Linked DNA regions of Mus musculus: all the other regions are linked to region 1. Evidence: chromatin contacts called from public HiChIP or PLAC-seq data. All regions are on one chromosome and are shown on one strand. Each heading gives the region's core, a stretch centred on a gene start, on an enhancer-like site or on the middle of the called end of the contact. The rest is flanking DNA. Distances are from core to core; before and after follow the strand shown. Region 1 holds the start of Def6 (differentially expressed in FDCP 6). Region 2 holds the start of Lhfpl5 (lipoma HMGIC fusion partner-like 5). Region 3 holds the start of Uhrf1bp1 (UHRF1 (ICBP90) binding protein 1). Region 4 holds the start of Fkbp5 (FK506 binding protein 5).

Region 1 (2,800 bases), core at 120-2,619:
TGTGTGTGGGGGGGGGGGGCACAGTTTCTACAGGATTGGTGTCTGGATGACCTGTTTTTCTTTCTGGGCAGAACTCAACTCGGTGACGAGAGCTGGGCAGACATGGGAAGGGCTAACCTTGCCTCTCTAGGGAACCAGAGGTGGTACTGGACTCTCTTTCCTGGGGCAGTAGAACCTTAGTCATTAGATGCTCAGAAAGCCAGCTCAGCTGGGTAGATGGAGCTGGCTAGAGCTTCTAAGTTCATAGGACCCAGCTTCAGCAATGTCGGAGTTGAGACAGAGGTGGGCCATGCCTGTTCTGTGCCATCTGCCTCCCAGGGTTCCTATCATGGTTGTGAACAGTGGAAATTGTAAATACCCAGATCTTGAGGGGCGAGTGGGAGGCAGACACAGCCTCCTGTGGTGCTCCAGGTAAAGTATTTACAGAGAGTGACTGGATCCCTAGCAGGGTTGAGGCTACTCTGACACTTGGCCCAACACTCCCTGGCTCCAGCAGCCTAGACTTCTGCTGGTTTCTCCTACATTCTCCCCTGGGAAGAAGACACCTACCCAGGAAGGAGAGAGCTCCTTCCGCTCCTTGGAACTGTCCAGGCCTAATGGTTTTAAGATGATGGGGGTGAGTAGAGTGTGTGTGTGTGTGTGTGTGTGTGTGTGTGTGGTCACGGAAGAGGTTTTCTCAGACCCGGCTTCCCCGACACCCTCAGCCCGAGGTCTTATAAGATAAATCTCCCAACCTGTTCTGTTCCTGCGCTGATAGGTGGCCCACATTACCGCTTGCTTCAAGTCGCCAGCTTGCTTTGCAAATGGAGGAGGCTCTCAGAGCCAAGGGCAAGCACTAACTGTTTTTCTTCAAAGCCATGAGGAAGCCACAGGGAGGAGCAGGGTACGTGCCCAAGCATGACGCTGGGGAACCCACAAGGAGCCCGGGAAGGGGCCTGGCTACTCAATCTCGGAACCTCGTGATGCCACCTCTACTGTCTGTCCAGTCAGGGTACTTGGTTCTAGACAGTGGCTTCTGGTGGCATGAGCCCTCTGGGGAGCATCCACTGAGCTACGCTGCCTTTGTGGCCCCGTCAGCGCTCCACCCGGGGCCAGGGCTGCTGGATGGCAAGGTGTCTGCCAGTAGCAAAGGCTTCCGTGGCTGACTCTCTGGGGTGGGAGCTGGCACGTTGAGTCAGCCTCCCCTGAGCCCCAAGGATGCCACTCACCTTGAGTTGGGACTTGGAGACCTTGCCGCTCTTCTCCACGTCCAGTGCAGTGAAGGCGTACCAGATAGACTTGAGCAGCTCCTTGCGCAGGGCCATGGCTGAGGCGCCCGCCCCGGCCCAGGGGCGGCTCTGACACCAAGATCCGGTTTCAGGAAATGCAAACGGCTGCAGACCGCAGAGAGGCCCTGGTGCAGAGCGGAGCGAGAGCTCCACCTGCCTGTTCCCTCTTGCTTCCAGGGCCTAGCCAGCTGCTCTCGCCACGCTCTGCTTCCAGGGCTGACCCTCCCAGAGCTGGAGCCCTCCTTTGGGCCCTGGCTCCCTCAGCACAGATAGTCACTTTAGAAGCCTGCTTGCCTCAGGATCTTCCCAGGCTCCCAGTGGTAGCTCTAGAGAGAGGAAGCAGGCCCTTCCAGACTTGGAGGGACACAGGATCAGGAGTCAAGCTTACCAAGTGGAAGCGATTGGATGAGTTAGCCCCAACAGTCTACTCTTAGTACGTTCCTACCTCACAGAGCTGTGTGGGTGCCTGAGACTGGACAGAAAGAAAACTGTAGGCCCTGTAGGCCCGGGACAGGATATTTCTTTAGAGCCACCCAGCAGAAGCTCAGTGCAGAGTTCTACCCAAGCAAAAGCAACCCAGCGGAGGAAGGACAGAGCCAGCTGCTTCTCCGCTTCTCCACGACAGGGTGCCTTGGCAGTTTGGTTTGCTGTTTCCCCCTCCCCGGGCCTTGGCTCTAAAAGAAACTTCAGAATACTGCCCACTTTGTACTTGATGGCTTTCAAGACACCAGAGCCTGTATTTAGGCACACAGGGTGACCTTGACAGTGGGGCTCACGTCAGAAATCCAGTCAGGGGCAGGGCAGGCCATGGGCAGAGCCCTCTTCAGCAGCCTCCACTTCTTCAGATGCAATGCCCACACAGATCATGGTGGCCATTAAATTTCAATGAAGTCAGTGGAAGCTAATTCTGGAGTTGTGCTCCACCCATCCACCTACTCACTCACAGGGGCATATACCCAGCCCCTCCACTTGCTCCTCACTTGGAGTTCTAAAACCTTGGGATGAGTTTGAGACCACCTAGGCTATGAAGAACAGTTCTGTCTCAAAAACAAACTATAAAAAAGCCCAGAAGGGGGGAGGGAGGAAGGGAGGGGAGAGAGAGAGAGGAAGAGAGAGAGAGAGAGGAAGAAGGAGGAGGAGGAGGAAGAGGAGGAAGAAGAAGAGGAGGAGAGGGGGAAGAGGAAGAGAGGAGGAGGAAGAGGAGGAGGAAGAAGAGGAGGAGGAGAGGAAGAGGAGGAGGAGGAGAGAAAAGATCCCAGCTGAGCAACAGCAAATGAGGGCTTCCTTAGGTGTCCCAGGAGAGGATAATCTTATGCACTTGGTCCCTGATTTCCTGGCTCTGTCAGCAGGAAGGGGCTGGGGGCTCATGAGAGCATCATACAGAGAGATGACGAGGAGGGAGGGAGAGGCTCCCACAGTTCCCACAGTGTTCCTACACAGCTGTGGGTAGCATTATAGCTGCTCTTCATGAGGTGCCAGAACCTGTCCAGCTGTGGCTGCTCTGGCCTTCTGACGTTCTTTTTGGGGGTTCT
Region 2 (2,800 bases), core at 148-2,647, 370 kb before region 1:
ACAGTCATCACCATAGCCCTGGGGTTGGATCCTAGGCCATGTGGCAATAGCCTTCCTCTTCCCTCTGAGTGTGCAAGCCTGTGGTGCGGTGTTCTGGTTGTTGGTACACCTGGCTGCATCCACCCAGAGCTATGTGCCCCCTCCAAGTCACTTCTCTCTGGCTCATGGGCTCTACAGCGAGGACCCCAACAGTCTGCATCCATTCTGCCTATGAATACCCCCTTTTCTTTTACTTTTAGTTGTGTGTGTACATGAGTGTGTGACGTGACGTATGAGCTCATGGGCACATGCCGCATGGAGATCAGATAAACAACTGGACAGACTCTGTTCTTTATGGAATGTGGGTCCTGGATGCTGAACTCAAGCTATCAGACTTGGTGGCAAGCACCTTTACCAGCTGAGCTATCTCCTAGTCCCTGACTCATTCTTTCTTAGAATCTCAGATTCTCCTCAAGACAGGGTCTCACAATATAGCCCAGGCTGGCCTGGAACTCACAGCCCTCCTCTTGTCTCATGGCTCCCACCTATAATTTGGTCTGCTATAGCCTTGGCCTCTACTCTGAGTATAGTGTGAGCCCCTATTCCGAATCTTTTGTGGAACACTGAGTAAGAGAAGGCTCAGAGCTTTCCCTTCATGGGAAAGCCATGGCTGTACCCTGAGTATCCCCCCTCACACACACCACACCCCAGCAACCCTGCTCACCAGCAGCCAGCTGCATCCAGGCGCAAATCTTGTAGACCGTGGCTGTATTACAGACGAAGAACAGGCTGAAGCAGATGATGGAGCCGATGATAAGGAACATGGCCAAGGCCACAAAGAACATGGCAGTCTTGAAGGCTCTGGAGGGGATGGAGGAGAAGTCCAGAGGGCCCCCCTTGCAGATGAGTTCCGACGACAGCACGTTGCCCACGCAGTAGGAGAACAAGCCAAAGTAACCAGCCTGTGGTGTGCTAACACTGTCGCCTATCCAGTAGGGCTGGATAAAGAGGGCCATGACCAGCACCGAGAAACAGATAGTGAGCGTGCCCCACATCACTCCCACAGCGCGCGAGTTTCGCACATAGTTGGTGTGGTAGATCTTGGCGGCCTCCTGGGCTGGCAGCAACTTCACCATGGCGAAGGCCGCTGGACTAGGACGGGGACACTGGCTGGGTGCAGGTCTACAGCTCTAGGGAGCAGAAGTCGTGGGTCAGTCCTCAGCCTGGTGTGAGGAGCAGCCTGAGGTCAGGGAGCCATGCAAACATTCCCCCCAGTAGGTTGGGAGTGCAGCAGGCCAAGGTCAACCTTGTCTTCGCAAGAGATGCTTCCCAGATGAATGTGCCCGTTCTGACCAGGATGGGCTCGAGTCTGCCGCCTCCTCTAGGTCGGCCAGGGTCTGGGCCTGCGCCTCCGCTTTGCCCGCCCCTCCTGCTTGCCCTCACAGGCCACGCCCGGCCCGCTCTGCGAAACGCGTTTCAGCACCGCGGCCAGCGCCAGAGTTCGGGGGCGTGGCCTGGTAGGGGCGTGGCCGGCGGCCGCGCAGAGCCTGGAGGGGCGACTTGGAGGGGAAGGGAGCTGGGACCCCGGTCCTCTCTTCCTCCCAGAGGGTGGGGCCGACCGTGTGTCACGTTCCTTCCGCTGATTCCAGCTGCAAAACCGCTTCCTGTCCTCTACACCCCTAGTCACCCTTCGGGGACCTCCACCTCCCACCAGCCGTAGCAGCACCACCGCTCCATCCCGAGGGCCGCAAGTTTTGACTGGGTCTTGGCTTGGTCTTCCAGTCAATGACCGCCGAGACCAGAGTGGAGGCTAGAGAAATATCCTGTCAGCAAGGACCTGAGCTAGTGCAATAACACTCGCAGTAATAAAGAATACCAAAGTTCATTCTCCAGAGCCTTTCCCAAACCACAACGGAGCAGTCAGTGTATCCAACACACGGCCTTTCTCCTCTGGTTTCCATTTTTATTGCAGATTTCCTTTTTAAAAAATATTTCGTTTTTCCGCTGAATGTAGTGGCTCACACCTGTAATAATCCCAGCACTCAAAAATTGGAAGATGATCAGGATAAAGAGAGGCTACATAAGATTGTCTCAAAAGCCAAAGAAATAACCCATATATAAACCCAGATTTTTTTAGATAACTGCATGGCTAGTGTAAGTACTAAAAGGCAATCCAGTAAAGTATACATAAAAGAATAAACCCTCTATAACCCTGAAGTCTGGAGCTAAATAAGATATGACAAGGGCTTTAGCCTAGGAGATAGCTCAGCGAATAAACATTTGTCGTTCAAGTTTAAAGGTCTAAGTTCAAATCCCCAGGCCTCAGGTAAAACAACCTGGAAACTGGGCTTTAAAGGCATGGTGGTGCATGCAGCCTTTGATTTCAGCACTTGAGAGGAAGAGGCAGGCAGATCTCTATGAGTTCAAGCACAGCCTGATCTACAGATCAAGTCCTAGGATAGTCAGAGATAGTCTAGATAGTCCTAGATAGTCCCATATCCTGAGACACAGTCTCAAAAATTTCCAACGACCAACCAGCAACAACAACAAAGCAAAACAAACAAAAAACAGGAGAGGCCAGGCAGTGGTGGTACACGCCTTTAATCCCAGCACTCAGGAGACAGAGGCAGAAGGATTTCTGAGTTCAAGGCCAGCCTGGTCTACAGAGCGAGTTCCAGGACAGCCAGGGCTATACGGAGAAACCCTGTCTAAAAAAAACAACAACAACAACAACAACAACAAAAAACCAGCACAGGACAGGACATTGAGTGGGCGTGACTACTCACATCTGTCATTCCAACACTTGTGTAGCTAAAACAGG
Region 3 (2,800 bases), core at 102-2,601, 350 kb after region 1:
GAGGAAGTGCCCAGACTCCAGGAGCCGGCCCTTCAGTCATGCACATAACAGTTAATCAAACAAGGTATCTGAATCTAGCTAATAAATGTCTAAGATCACATAAGCCAATGTCAGCCAGGCAACGGGGGACACCACGTCAGGGACAGAGGCTCACACAAGCCCTGGTGTTCCATGTTGACTGGCAACACTCACACACACCTCTTGAAAACCACTAGTCACTGTGCTGCCAAACTCTGGATCACTAGAGCCTCTGAGACAACCTAAATTAACAACCATCACCAAGCTAGAATAAGCAGCGAAAACCAACTGCAAAGCTAGCTCCCAATTTTCGCAGCCACCCATTCTAACAAGCTGCATCATCACGCAGAGACCAGGAGTCCTTCAGATATAGCTGAAAAGTGTCTTGCCAGCTAACCCGTCATGCCCCAAATACAGAGCGACAGGACAGCTTAACAGGAGGCCACAAAGCACAAGTGGACACTGGCTGTCAAACAAACCTCCATGGCATCTTAAAGGGAAGGCTGCTGAAACTTTATCCCCCACCTCCGCTGACCTTTCTCCAATCCGTCTGTGTACGGAGAAGAAAGCGGACCCAGAAAGGAGGGAGGTCCGAAAGGACGACCAGCCTCGGGTGAAGGGTTTATATCTTTTCAAGAGTGATGCAACAGGGTCAGACAGAAGAGGAGGAGCTCGCCTCACAGAAGGAGAAAGCCGGCGTCGGCGCTGCAATCGAAGGGGACCTGGGTAATCCAGCACGGAGCGGCAAAGCCAGAAATGAACCGGCGCTGGGCGGCTCGGCAGGCGGGAAGAGGCCTCCAGGGCTGGCCTGCCAGGTTCCGTGCGGGTCTGGAAGGTACGGCCAGGAAAGGGCTGGGTGACCCGCGCCGAGGAAGGAGGCGGCGACGGGGGTGGGGAGGAAGGTGGCCCGGGCGAGGGAGTAATGCAGCGCCGACAACGGCCCGCAAGAGTTGAATCGCGCCTGCAGGGAGCCGCTCGCCCAGAGCGGCCGGAGGGAGGTCGGAGGGCTCGGAAAAGGACCGAGTACGCGGGGTGGCGCTCTCACCGGGACAGATGCTTCAAGATCTGCTTCTTAATGATCCCGGCCATGCTGCAGCCCGGGCCCGCGTGGAATGCAGGCAGACGGGCAGCCGTGGCCTCCTCAGTTGTGGAAAAGAGGCGTCCTCTCACCTCGCCGCGGCGCGGGCACCGGCTGCCGTAGCCACAGTGGCCGCCATGGCTCTCTGTCGCCCCTAACTCAGCGCCAGGAGTTCCGCCGCGTTCCCACCCGCCCGTGCGGCGCCGCAGGATCCCGCGGAGCAGAACCCAGACCGCACGCCACCCTCCGGGATCCCCGTGGCGAGAGCGCACGGCGAGGGGCGGGGACGCGCGCGGCGGCACAGGCGCAAGGGATGAGGGGCGGGGCGGCGGGAGCTCAGAGGCATAGGGGGCGGGGCAACTGCGCGGGGCGGGGCTTACACGCTCAGAGGCGGGGCTCACTCTTCCAGAAGGTAGATGGTGGCATTCGCCTTTACTCCGAACTCTCCAGAGCCAGAGGCAAGCAAATATAGGACCTTGAGACCAACCCTGTCTACATGGGGACTACCAAGACAGGGTTACATTAAGAGACCTTGTCTCTTCTGAGTTCGAGGCCAGCCTGGTCTACAAAGTGAGTTCCATGACAGCCAGGGCTATACAGAGAAACGCTGTCTCGAAAAACCACAAAAAAAAAAAAAGACCCAAGAAATCTAACCTTTAATGCTTCCAGTTTCAAGAAAAATATCTGCAGTTATTAAGCTGCTAAATACATAAGGCCTCCGTGATAAAGTGCTCGCCAAGCCTTGGGCCACTCCATTAAACACAGATGGAGGCTCCTTCCACTCTTCACTGTATCCAGGAGATACTCAGATACCATCTGACCAAAGCTACAAAACTGGGGCAAGGGCTGAATCCTGTTTCCATGCATGACAATGGCTCAGTGCAGGATCTCATTTCCCAATGCACCATTCTGACAAACTGCTGAGGTCAAAACGCCGAACAACCACAGCAAACCTAACCAACATACTTTGCTTAAAGCCCCCTTTAGGAAATTTAAATGTCTATTGATCATTAGTACATGACTCAATATACTTAACTGCCTTTTGAAAAGGGAGCAATGGAAATGAGAGCCAATGTCTTTAATTCTCGCTATTTCGTGTGGTTTTGCTTTCTTGGTAAGTTTGGCGGGAGTAGGAATTAATTACATCAAGCAAATGAGGTAAGTACTCCACTCAGACGCACCGCCCCCCAAAGACGGAGTGTTTTTATTTATCTGTGCATTCCTATGTGAGTGTGAATGTCATGTGCCCACAGAGACCAGAAGCTGTCAGATTCTTTGGCACTGGAGTTACAAGTAGTTGTGAGCCACTTGGTGTGGGTGCTGAGCACTGCACCTAAGCCCTCTAGAGCAGCACTTAGCAGGGAGCCATCTCTCCAGTCCCCAGGTCTTTTAAGTTTACTCTTGGAGCCCAGCGTGGTGGCGCAAGCCTTTAATCCCAGCACTCTGGAGGCAAAGGCAGGCGGATTTCTGAGTTTGAGGCCAGCCTGGTCTACAAAGTGAGTTCCAGGACAGCCAGGGCTACAAAGAGAACCCCTGTCTCGAAAAACCACCAAAAAAAAGTTTACTCTTGGTTGAGATTGAGACAAGGTATCCAGATATAGCCCTAGATGGCCCAGGGATTGCTATGTAGATAGACCAGGATGTGGCCAAAGTGGCAGCCATCCTCCTGTCTCTGCCTCCTGAGCGCCAAAAAATGTGGCTGTT
Region 4 (2,800 bases), core at 210-2,709, 280 kb before region 1:
AGAAGGACCCCTATCCAAGAGGAGTGGGTGGGTGGGGTATCTTTTATATCAGTTTTATCTTTTCTGTAGAGGTCTTTGAGGATAGGGAAGGAATGACCATACCACCATGTGGGTGATAGACATTGATATATATCATATGTGTTATATGGACATTGATATATATCACCATACAAGGTGACATGTATCTTCATAAGTTCTAAAGTGAGACAAGACAAAAGAAACCAAAACTAGGGGCTGGAGAGAAGGCTCAGCGGGTAAGAGCACTGACTGCTTTTCCAGAGGTCCTGAGTTCAAATCCCAGCAAACACATGGTGGCTCACAACCATCTGTAATGAGATCTGATGCCCTCTTCTGGTGTGTCTGAAGATAGCTACAGTGTACTTAGATATAATAATAAATAAATAAATCTTAAAAAACAAAACAAAAAACCAAAACTAAAATAAAAGCAGACATGGAACCAGGAAACATGGAATTTTCCTGTGGCTACAAAATATTCCATAGGTAATTGGGACTTTTATAGTTTCTCCTCCCCTCAAAAAACAAACAAACAAACAAACAAACCAACCAACCAACCGGGGGTCTGGAGAGATTCCCTAGCTGTTATGAGCAGTTGCTCTCACTGGTTGTTCTCCCAGAGGCTGGGAGAGCACAGGATGCTTCCAACTCCAGTGACAGGGGATTCGATGCCCTCTTCTGACCTCTGTTGGGTACTGCACTCACATAGTAAACACACACACACACACACACACACACACACACACACACACACACACACCCAGCAGGCGAAACACTCATCATAAACGTTCTTCTAAGAATCTTCTTAAAAACCGAACAGTTAGAGTTCAAGTCCCCAGGTGCAGCTCCTGAGCGTCTATAGGAGTCACCCAGACGTGGCGAGGGGGTGCCATCTCGAAGCTGACCTAGCTCAACAGCCATCCTTTGGGTTCCTTTTTGACCTCATCACCTGGGCTGCTTGCTGTGTTGGAGAGGCAGAAACCTCAAGGGAAAGCGACATCTTCACGCCCACTGGGTGTCCAGAGAGAGAGGTGCTAGGTGCTACATCGCATTTTCCCAGTCTCTAAGGAGCATCTTCAAGTTCAGGAGGTTATTTTCCGGGGTCAGCATGGCCCGACCTCTGCAGCTCGTGAAGGGCAGGCTGGGTGGACAGACAGGCAAGGCAGACGCTTGTCTGGTCAGTATTTAGTCTGGAGGCAGTGGACGACGAGGCGAGGTGTCAGTCAGCTTCCTCCATCCCTCTTCTCCGGCCCCCACAAAGGGCAAGGGCCAGACACGTGGGCAGCGGTGAAGAGGCGGAGATGCAAACGAACGGGGCGGAGCCTCATTTGCATAGGCAGTGCACGGCCACCAATCGGGACGGGCGGAGCGACAGCCCGCGCGCCTTTTGGGGGCGGATTGGCAGCCCCGTGGCCCTATGGGAGGTGGGTCCTGCGGCCGGCGGGGGCGGGACGACGGCGGGCGCTGCCCGGCGCACTAGCCGGCTTGCGGGCGCTGCCAGTCTCCGGCGGCGGTGTCCGGCGCGCGGCTGAGCGACCGAGCGTGCGGACGGAGCGGCGGCCTGCTGGGCGGGCTGAGCGGCGCGCGCGGCGGCGGAGAGACGCGGAGCGAGGGACGCGGCGGCGGCGGACGCGGCGACAGGTACGGGCGCCATGGCCGCGGGAATGGGGCGCGCGCACGCGGCGGACCCCGGAGCCAGCCCCGTGCTCGCGGTCCCGCTTCTGCCGCCCCTCGCGCGGCTTCCCCGGGATGGCGTGGACGGGACGCGCGGGAGGCCTGGGCCCCGCGTGGGAGGTGGAGCGGCCGGCGCTCTTCTCCAGCGTCTCCCTCAGCGCGGCGGCGGCGGCTCGCTCGCCCGCGCGCGGCTTTTGTTTCCCGCGCAGCCCACAGGTCCGGGGAGCCCCGTGTCGCTCCGCCACGCCGCCCTCCGGACGCGGAGGAAACTTGGCCTTCCGGAGCCCTGCAAGCCCCGCGGATAACGGAGTGCTCCGCCGCGTCCGCGGGGCCGCGCGATGGGCGTGCCGGCCGGGCACCGCCCTCACCTGCCGCTCCCGAGCCGGCTCGCACCGGGCAGGCAGGTGACCGGAGGGTCTCGGAGGTACTGAGGAGGAAGGGCTAATTAAAAGTTGTCTCGGAGGTGGCTGAGCGGGTACAGCCGCTTGCAGCCAAGCGTGACGACCTGGGTTCGATCCCGGGAACCGACATGGTAGTAGGGGAACCGACTCCAACCGCGAGTTGTCCTCTGACCTCCCTGTGTACACAGCACAAACACCACTGGCTCCGATACACATTCTCATCTCTCACCCCCGCTCTCAATAATACTAAGGAAATAAAAGTTATTTTAGGAATCTTCATTCCCTTCGCCCCAGCGGCATCACCACTCCTGTTCCGGCCATAGTCCTTGACTCCAAACCCAGCATTTTGTGTGTGTGTGTGGGATGAATCTAAGGGAGCACGTTGCATTATGACCATCTTCCTCCTCCTCATCTTCGTCTGTGGATGAGCCAGGTGGAGCGCTTGCGCCTCATTTTTTAAATAATTGGTGTCTGCAGCCATGGCGAAAGCGTTGGAAGGTACAGATCGTAAGCAGAGCGTGCAGAACTTGGGACAGCCCTCGGCGGGGCTCGGGACAGGGTGTACAGCGCTTGGCCGCCATTCAGTAAATTCTGCATGCGGCAGTTGGGAGCTGGTGGTTTGGGGATTTTTTTTTTTTTTTTTTTCCCTTCTTCTTCTTTCAGGAGTGTGTTTTCCAGCGGACCAGGGCGTTGAATAGGCACTTTCTTTG

Evidence for each region. HiChIP or PLAC-seq counts read pairs in DNA pulled down with a chosen protein or histone mark.
Region 2: a contact with region 1 is called in an H3K27ac HiChIP or PLAC-seq map of acute myeloid leukemia, with 3 times the contacts expected there. The contact joins the promoter of Lhfpl5 here to the promoter of Def6 in region 1. A contact is called at or near these places in 2 of 115 datasets of contacts at active chromatin or transcription factors (acute myeloid leukemia and large pre-B cells) and 2 of 9 other capture datasets (liver and pancreatic islet).
Region 3: a contact with region 1 is called in an H3K4me3 HiChIP or PLAC-seq map of bone marrow-derived macrophages, with 3 times the contacts expected there. The contact joins the promoter of Uhrf1bp1 here to the promoter of Def6 in region 1. A contact is called at or near these places in 1 of 484 Hi-C or Micro-C datasets (embryonic retina) and 9 of 115 datasets of contacts at active chromatin or transcription factors (astrocytes, bone marrow-derived macrophages, effector CD8 T cells and 4 more).
Region 4: an H3K27ac HiChIP or PLAC-seq map of regulatory T cell precursor shows a contact between it and region 1, with 3 times the contacts expected there. The contact joins the promoter of Fkbp5 here to the promoter of Def6 in region 1. A contact is called at or near these places in 1 of 484 Hi-C or Micro-C datasets (embryonic stem cells), 5 of 115 datasets of contacts at active chromatin or transcription factors (the HPC-7 cell line, bone marrow-derived macrophages, effector CD8 T cells and 2 more) and 3 of 9 other capture datasets (adipose tissue, liver and pancreatic islet).

The regions. Positions count from the first base shown.
Region 1 is chr17:28,206,347-28,209,146 of GRCm38.p6, reverse strand. Def6 (differentially expressed in FDCP 6) reads right to left here and starts at 1,369. Exons shown (of 11, transcript NM_027185.3): 1 at 1,209-1,369. The coding sequence starts at 1,304.
Region 2 is chr17:28,574,316-28,577,115 of GRCm38.p6, reverse strand. Lhfpl5 (lipoma HMGIC fusion partner-like 5) reads right to left here and starts at 1,397. Exons shown (of 4, transcript NM_026571.2): 1 at 704-1,397. The coding sequence starts at 1,115.
Region 3 is chr17:27,855,058-27,857,857 of GRCm38.p6, reverse strand. It overlaps Uhrf1bp1 (UHRF1 (ICBP90) binding protein 1), which reads right to left and starts at 1,351. Exons shown (of 21, transcript NM_001080769.1): 1 at 1,064-1,351. The coding sequence starts at 1,107.
Region 4 is chr17:28,484,808-28,487,607 of GRCm38.p6, reverse strand. It overlaps Fkbp5 (FK506 binding protein 5), which reads left to right and starts at 1,459. Exons shown (of 11, transcript NM_010220.4): 1 at 1,459-1,656.